Linked DNA regions of Gossypium hirsutum: region 2 is linked to region 1. Evidence: chromatin contacts called from public Hi-C data. All regions are on one chromosome and are shown on one strand. Each heading gives the region's core, a stretch centred on a gene start, on an enhancer-like site or on the middle of the called end of the contact. The rest is flanking DNA. Distances are from core to core; before and after follow the strand shown. Region 1 has its middle 7.1 kb from the start of LOC121214262. Region 2 has its middle 8.7 kb from the start of LOC107921263.

What was found. A called contact is a pair of places that touch in the nucleus more often than the background predicts.
Region 2: a Hi-C map of leaf shows a contact between it and region 1, with 4 times the contacts expected there. The contact joins two enhancer-like sites. A contact is called at or near these places in 2 of 34 Hi-C or Micro-C datasets (both in leaf).

Annotation. Positions count from the first base shown.
Region 1 is chrD01:51,561,876-51,566,234 of Gossypium_hirsutum_v2.1, reverse strand. No RefSeq gene overlaps it. Among protein-coding and RNA genes, the nearest start is that of LOC121214262, 7.1 kb to the right of the region's middle. Within about 2 kb of position 1,819, at least 8 of the 9 cell types and tissues checked have an H3K27ac peak or open chromatin away from gene starts, as enhancers often do. A contact at or near this core is called in leaf, where this site is marked.
Region 2 is chrD01:51,951,952-51,956,310 of Gossypium_hirsutum_v2.1, reverse strand. No RefSeq gene overlaps it. Among protein-coding and RNA genes, the nearest start is that of LOC107921263, 8.7 kb to the left of the region's middle. Within about 2 kb of position 2,385, at least 3 of the 9 cell types and tissues checked have an H3K27ac peak or open chromatin away from gene starts, as enhancers often do. A contact at or near this core is called in leaf, where this site is marked.

The DNA of each region.
Region 1 (4,359 bases), core at 570-3,069:
TCAAAATTGCCTACCGTCTTGCAAAAATCTGTTATGAGACAATATTTTGAACATATTTTTATAATACTTCTTTTTCTAATTTGCAATCGATTCGTAAAAGAAATTTTTGATTTAAAAAATCTCTTTGGAATTTTGTAATGCACAAAAAAATTGATAATTTTTTTTAATAGTACTATAATTTTGCTGAGTAGGATTCCAGTGTCTTTAAGTAAACCGGACTATTTGCTCTTTTCCTCCATTAACTTGTTTTCGAATCCCACCGTATCCTATTTCAAAAGCATCTGTTTCTGCAATCTTAGGGGCATTTGGATCGGCTAAATATAAACAAGGAAGCTTAGTGATTTGTTTTTTTGATTTAGGTGATAATATTGGTGTGGTTATTTGTCCAAGGTTGTGGATTCTTTTTGAGCCTATCATATAATGGTTTACATAATTTGCTAAGACCTGGATAAAAGTCTATGAATAATTGAGGCTTCCTAAGAATCTTTGTAATTGGACTTTATCAAGGATTTGGTCTGGGGATTTGCTAGCAAACTCTATAGACCGTTCTATTAGGGGAATGGTTCCTTGGGTAATGTAATAACCTAAAAACCTTACTTTGTTTTGGAACAAACTTATCTTGGATTTAGAAACTACTAAACCATTATTTTTTATGACTTTTATAAAGATCGATAAATGTTTGAAGTGTTTTTCTAAATTTTCTGAAAATACTAATACATCATCAATGTATACTATTGTGAATTGAGAATATTGGTAAAAAATATCATTCATTATTATTTGAAACTCAGATGGAGCATTTTTTAACCCAAAAGGCATTACGTTCCATTCATACTGTCCAAATGGTACAGTAAATGTCATTTTATATCTTTCTTATTCTTTTATTTGGATTTGCGAAATCCAAATTTCATGTTAAATTTTGAGAAAATATTTGTATTACAAAGTTTCTGTAGCAAATCTTTCTTATTTGGTATTGGGTATCTAATTCATTTTAAGGCTTGATTGAGAGGTTTGTAATTAATTACTAATCTTGGCGTTCCTCTTTCGAGTTCTGCATTTTTTATTACATAGAATGCTGAACAACTCTAAAGAGAACTACTTTTCCTAATTAAATTTTTATTAAGAAGGTCTTATATTTCTTTTTTACAAAATTCTTCCATTTCTTTGTTCATTTTTATGGGTCTTGCTGTTCTGGGTATTTGCCTTTCATCAAAATTTTTTTCATATGGTAATGTTACTTCGTGTTTTTTCCTATTCCTAAAGGCATTAGGAATGTCAGAACAAATTGTTGATTCTATTTCTTCTTTGATTTGATTTATCCTTTTTTGTACTTCTCTTTTTCCTAATTGTTCAGTCAATTTTTTAAAACATATTTCTTCTTTTAGAAAAGAGATTTGCTTCTGTTTATGATTAATTAAATTATTAATTTGCCCATTATGGATGGATAAAGATTTAATAAGTTGAGATTTCTTATTTTTGGTTTTTCTACAAAAGGAAATTCTACTTTAGTGTTTAAAACTTTGGTGGAGATAGAATTATTTATTACTTTATAAGGTTTGAGTAAGGATATGAATGGGGTTCTTTTTTTTGAAATAAATCACAGATTTTGCTTTATTTAAACTATTAATTACACAAATAGTCCTAGAAAAATAAATAGGGCAAGCCCAGTAACCAGACTAGGCCCAACGAAAGGAAAAACAAAACAAACTAAAAGGAAACCTAATCACCTAGAAAATGAAAAAAGGAAACAATATCTGCAGCACATTAATTTAGCCGTTCCATCTGCCCAATCAGTCTCAAAAGTCAATACACGTCTTGTCACTTCAACTTCTTTAGTTCTTCAAGATGTTTTGAATCACGCGAGAGCTTTGTATAGTCACTTTCATATCTGCCCTTCTCCGATTCATTTCCTCCATCTCTCCTTTTTCTTGCTTCAATCTGGTTCTCTCACCCTTTTGTTTTCTGCTTGAAATTCTGCAACTCCAGGGACTCGTCCGACCAGGTAATCTCCTCTGTTACTCTTAATCGCTTCAGTTGCTAAAATATGCGCGAGGCTATTTGTTGATCATGGGATATACTCGAACTTACATTCCTTAAAATATAACAAAAGCTTATGGATGTCATGAATAAGCGCACTAACCAGTGATTTATCTGGGCTTGTTGTTTTGCATTTCTTTATTATTGATAAAGAGTCTCCTTCAATAATAACTCTTTCCCACTGCATGTGAACTCCGATCTGGAGAGCTTTCAGACACGCGATTGCTTCCGCTCCAAAGGCTGAGGAAACCCTTTGATGAACCTCCGAACAAGATAAGAGAACTGAACCCTCTTTATCTCTGGCCACAACTCCGATAGCCGCTTTATTTTGTCCTCTTTCATATGCTGCATCAAAATTGATTTTGACAAAACTGTCCATTGGTTTTTTCCATTTTTTAACAGTTATGGAAGTTTGTCGACTATTTTTACCAACTGAATGTAACTCTAAAATGTAGCTATTAACAAATCTCCCTATTTTTCTCAAGATTTACTCCCTTTGTTATGCAGTCTGTTATTCCTATCTCCCCAAATGGCCCATACTGCAACACAGAAGATCCGACGCTGGGATGCCGAGCTTTGTGTAAAAACCCAAGTTAACCACTGTAGAAACCCCATCTGGTTTTCCTGCACATATTTATGAAATGATAACTCTCTCCACACTGATATTGTAACAGGGCATTCTCGAAAAAGATGTTCCATAGATTCAGATCCAGAGCCACAACGAGGACACATTGATGTATTCGTTAGTCGTCTAAGTAGCATATTAACGTGAGTAGCTAGGAAATTCCAAGAGATCTTCCAAACTGTAATTTTTATTTTTGAAGGTAGATTAAGTAGCCATAATTTCCTGTAGAAGTCCTTATAGTCAGCTTGTAAAGCATAAGCTCTAGGATCATTTGCAGTACTTTGTAATAGTTTATAGGCGCTACATTCTGTGAACTCACCCGACGCTTCAACACTCCATACTTGGAAATCTTTATGTGGTCTTTCAGCTAGCGGGATACTGAGAATCATCTCGGCTACATCCTCCGGAAAGGTATACTCTATCAACTCCTGTTTCCATGTTCTACTGCTTGAATCAATTAATTCCGCAATATTACTATCATTCAAATTCGTATTTAAAACTGGTAATCTATCACATGGTAAAACTAGAATCCAATAATCACGATTGATCGAAATATTTGTGCCTTTACCCACCCTCCAACATAATCCCTCAGCTAAGACACCCTTAGTAGCCCAAATACTTTTCCAAGTATACGAAATGTTATTCCCCAATTGTGAATTTAAAAAATCAACTTTTGGAAAATACTTTGGTTTTAATACTTGTGCTACTAAAGAATTTGGATTGTTCAAAATACGCCACCCCCGTTTAGCTAGAAGGGAGATATTAAATTGGGCCATATTTCTTAATCCCAATCCACCTTCATCTTTAGGACGGCATAAATACTTCCACTGACACCAATGAATACCTCTTCTTCTATGCGCTTTCTGCCACCAAAATTTAGCAAATATGTTTTCAAATTCCCCACAAAGAGTCTTTGGTAGTAAGAAACACGACATAGCATTGGTTGGAATAGCCTGTAACACTGATTTAATAAAGACTTCTTTACCTTCTTGGGATAACAATCTAGTAAAAATATTCTCTTTTAAATGCTGAAAGGATTCCTTTTTCTTCGACCAACCATATTCGGAAGCCCCAAGTAACGTTCTAAGTTTGTTGAGATCCTAACCCCCAACTTTGCCGATGCTTCTTTCTTCTTCTCATCAGATGTATTCGTACTAAAAAATATTGTAGACTTATTGAAATTAACACGTTGCCCAGAACACTCTCCATATTCCTTCAAAATATCCATTGGTACCCTAGCACCCCTATCTGATGCTTCCCCGAACAAAATACAGTCATCTGCAAAAAGCAAGTGTGAAATTTCTGGACCTCTTCTACTGGCTTTTGCACCTTTTAGCATTCCCTCCGCTGAAGCCATTCTCATCAAAGCTCTGTATGATTGAAATTACCAAAACTGGTGTCGTTATTTAAGATATCCAAACAAAAATTTGTTGTTTCCTTATCTATAATGTGCAAGAATTTCTGAAAGAAAATAGCTGGGAAACCGTCATGTCCTAGAGCTTTTGTAGGTCCCATTCCCTTTAGTGCCGCATATAGTTCATCTGCTGTAAATATTGACATTAGCTCTCTATTAATATCTGTCAAAATATTTTCCTTTATTCCTGATAAAAGATGTGAACAATACCCAACACCTTTTGTCTTAAAGAGCTCCTGAAAATAGGAGGAAGCTACTTCATTAATCTCATTCTCTTCATTAGCTT
Region 2 (4,359 bases), core at 1,136-3,635, 390 kb before region 1:
ATTAAATATATATTTTTGAATTAAAAATTTAGTGTAATTAATAATTGAAATGAATAAGTGTATTAAAACATAAATCCGTGGTTTGAGGTAGTTAATAGATCTGATAGTGTTAATAATACATAGATTTTTGCTTGTCATAAGTAAAAATGTGATAAGGTAGTGAGATGTGAACCTTAATGCCATGGAATAATGAGAAAAAGTGTTGTTAAGTGATAAAATATTATTAAAGGTCATAACTGGACAAAATATGGTAATTTGATACAAGATGTTGATAAAAGTGATAATTCAATCATTAAAGACTTAAATTATGTCTTATATTATAATAAAGTGGAAATTTTGAAATGATATATAGTGTGTGATAAAGTGATGGTATTTGTAAAGTGATATATTCAAATTGTTGTAAAATAATAAATGTGTTTATGATTATTGATTATATGTATATATATATACATATGAAAGTGAATTGTTGATTTAATTCACCTATTTGATAAGTGAAAATGTGAATTTCTTTTGGAAGTGTTAATAAAGTGGAAGACCTTAATAGATTTAGTAGAATAATTAAGATACAATTGACATGTTAATAGAGGATGAATGTGCATGTGTATTAGAAGATGTGCATAGAAAGCGTGCCTGATGTCATAAGCAAAGCACTTGTGTGCATTATGGATTCATTTCTAGTCTTCTTATGGTAGGACTCTTTGCGTGGTATTTCAAGGGGTTTGAGTATCGGACTTTTTGTTTTTTTGCTAGGATTTATTAAGGGTGAAGTGTATAAAATGGTGGTAATAAAAATATTAATGAATTTTTTTATGTTAAAAAGTGGACAAAAAAGTGTTATGCTCTAAAAGTGAAGCTACTGAACAAGAAATTGTATGATGGTATGCAATTGTTAAACATTTGGTAAACAAGATAGTAACGTTATGTTAAGCCTTAACTAACAGGAAAAGCGAAAGCCTTTAATGAAAATATAAGCATGTTGTGATACTCAGTAACATTATGTTGAGCCTTAACGAACCGATGATGTTGTTTCATCGAACTCTTTTTTTTTTAGTGTTTCTGGGGAACGGGGCTACCTGGTAACGCCACATTCATTGGAGCCTCCCCCTCCCCCTTATTCATGCATGCAACCTAGAAAATAGTAAAATAAAAGAAGGAAAACCAAGGGTTTACCTTCGATTAGATGAAAAGGCCATGCCGTTTTTTTTATTTTCTTTTTAGGGTTTTTCTCTTTTTTAAACTTTGACTGACATTGATCTTTTATATTGTTCTTTTAATCTGTATTATTTTAATCATGTTTTTGATTCATTTGTAAACTTGTGTTTTGACCCTAAAAATCATTTCAAAACGTGTTGTTTTCATTTTGAATCACTTTTACTGCAAGTATTATTTGCTGTACTGTTGATTCTGATTGGCTGAGAGAGGTTTGCCATTCCTCACAGCACAAAATTTTTAGGGTTCTAGACTCTAACTGCAATCTTGAAATAGAAATGGACTTTTGGGAATTTCCAAAAATGGACTCAAAACAGATTTAATCATATTAAAATTGAAACAAATCTGGGTTTGAATTTAATTTGAAAATAAATTTGGGTTTTAAAAGATTGTTTTAAACCAAATTAGACTGGGCTTTGAGAAACAAATTAATTTGGACTTTGAGAAGAAAAATAGACTGTGCTTTTGAAAATTATTTAAATTGGCATTTTCCCAAAATTATGCCTAATAAAGTATTTTGAAAATCAGAAATGATTTTATTAATTATATTTTTTAACATTACAAATTTTAACAAAAAAAATGCTATTATTTTTTTTCAAAAAAAGCCAACATAAGTAGATATTCAAATATTCACCTACTTCATGCCAAAATTTCAAAACTTAAATTAAATTAAACTAAAAAGAATTTAAAATTGATTTCAGTTTAATTGAAACCATACATAAACATTCTATCTTAATTTAGCTTTTAATCTAATTCCAAATTTAACATTAAATTGATAACAGTTTAATTTAAAATTGAAATAATCACCCTATAGTTCCTCAACCATTTTAAAATTCAAATCCAGATAATGAGGTCGGGTCGGGGCAAAATTTGATATCTACAGAACTCGAATGGAAATGGATTGATGGTGATGCTTTTCCACTCTCCGCTGTCGATGGCTATTCGACTTCGGTAGGAGGAGTCTCTAGTGGAAGCTTTTAATGATAATTTTTCGGAAGTGGAGACTTGTAGTAAAGAGGCAGGGGAATGTTAGTACAATGGTTGGATATTGGTTTTGACGATATAGCAGGTTCTAATCCTTTAATTCGCAAAGGGGATACTTTGATAATGTTAATGGGGCATTGAAAAATTGAATTTGGGGTTGGATTGGTATGGGATGGGGCCATGGGCTTTCATGATGGAGGGGTTCGTGATTCTGTTTCTTTACAAGCATTGGATGATATAAGGAATACGGGTTTGGCTTTGGATGGCCAAATGAAAAATGGGAAGGCTCATTTTGGTGTAGTTGATTCTAGTCTTAGATGAAACCTTTTTCAGTTGCTAATGGGGTTAGTGATAATCATGTGATTGTGGAGAATCATAGAATTAAAACAAGAAAATTTAAATCCCTTTTTGAAATAGAAGAAAGGAGGAATGCTGAACTTGATATTAGATAATAAAAAAAAAAACAAAAAGGGAAGGAGATAGAAGATAAATTTCCAAAGCCTAATTCTTCTAGGGAAGATTGCAAACGGCTCGCTCTCTAACTCAGTTTTCCATAACTGCAAAAAGATTTTGTGGAGAGAAACTTCTGAGGGAGTTTGGGAAAAAAATGGGTTTGAGGGTAGGGATGGATCCATATAATTTTATTTTAAGGGGTGAAATTTTTAAATTCGAACGACTTTTTTTTTAATGTAAAATGTATCAATTAAAATTTTTTTATCAAACAAATTAATTTAATGTTTTTCAAAAGGTATGAACAATTTAATTGTAAAAAATAAAAGACACTATATAAAATTAAATATTTATTTTCAATTTACAAAAAAAAAACTAATACTTGGCATTAGTTCTAGGCATCCTAAATTGCACCATTCGTTTTTTCATAAGATTGAACTCATCAATAATAGAATCTGTTGAAAATTCTCGAGCTATCTTTTTTTAATGTATGCCACCAAGTAAGTTGAAAAAAATCATCCCCCATTCTGTTGCGAAGTCTTATATTCACAATTTTCATGGCTGAAAATGCTCGTTTAATCATTGCAGTAGACACAAGAAGAGTTAGCACAACATGAATAATTCTATCAAGAAGAGGATAAATTCTTGATTTATTTGTCTTAGCTAGCACTTGACACAACTCAGCAACTGTAGAAGCTTTCTGCAACTTTGTGCTTTGATGAGCATCAAGTTGAAAAAGTTCCAATTGACTCTTCATGTGTAGTTTTTCTTGCTCGTAAAATTGTCCAGATAAAAATCATTCATAAGCTTGCAAATATCTTCCACACAAAAAGCTTTGTAATTATCGCGTGGACCCAAAGCAAAGCTAATAACAAGTAACTCAACTACCTCATCATTAAAGCGAGAATTCATTTCTGTTAACAATGAATCGATACCAGTAATGAATATATCAAACCGATATTGATGCTCAATTGTTAGGTTATCTACCGACCTCAACCAGCTTTACAAGAAACACTTTATTTGGGGACTTCTATCTCATTATCTTTACAAAATAAGTTCACTTTCTCAAACAAAGGATCTCACCCATGTTTTCTGAGTTTCTGGAGAAACGTTTTAGTTGATGACACCAGTTACATCGTGTTTAGTATATCCTGCGATTTATACTACAATGCTTGACAGAGATCATCGGTTATTCCAAGCATGTCTATCATTAAATACAAGATGAGAACAAATTCAACGGATGTCATTGCATCATATATACCACTAATAATAGAAGGTTGAGGAACCGATGGATCATTATTGCTTTCTAACACTCTTTTTTTGAAAAAAGATTCGATCTTTTTGTTGACCATAATTTAAATGAAAAATCTTATTATAATATTATATTAAATAACAGCACATTAGAAAAAAATAATAAGTCAAATAAATAAAGAACGTAATTTATGTAAAAATATTTATCAAGAGGTCTTTTGCGTAAGGAGTCGAGAGGAAGATAGTTTGTATTTTTTTTTTTACTTTGTGCTCTCAGTCTGGACATCAAACTCCTTTTTTTTTTCTCTCAACAGTGTCGACATCTTACCAAAGGAAGATATTTCTTTAGCAAGATATTGAAATCAAAATACAAGAAAGTTACTAACCTAATATGTATGGGTATGAGCCAAATTAATTAATTCTAAAATTTGACTTTAAAGTTCATATTGGGCCTCTAAGTTTAGT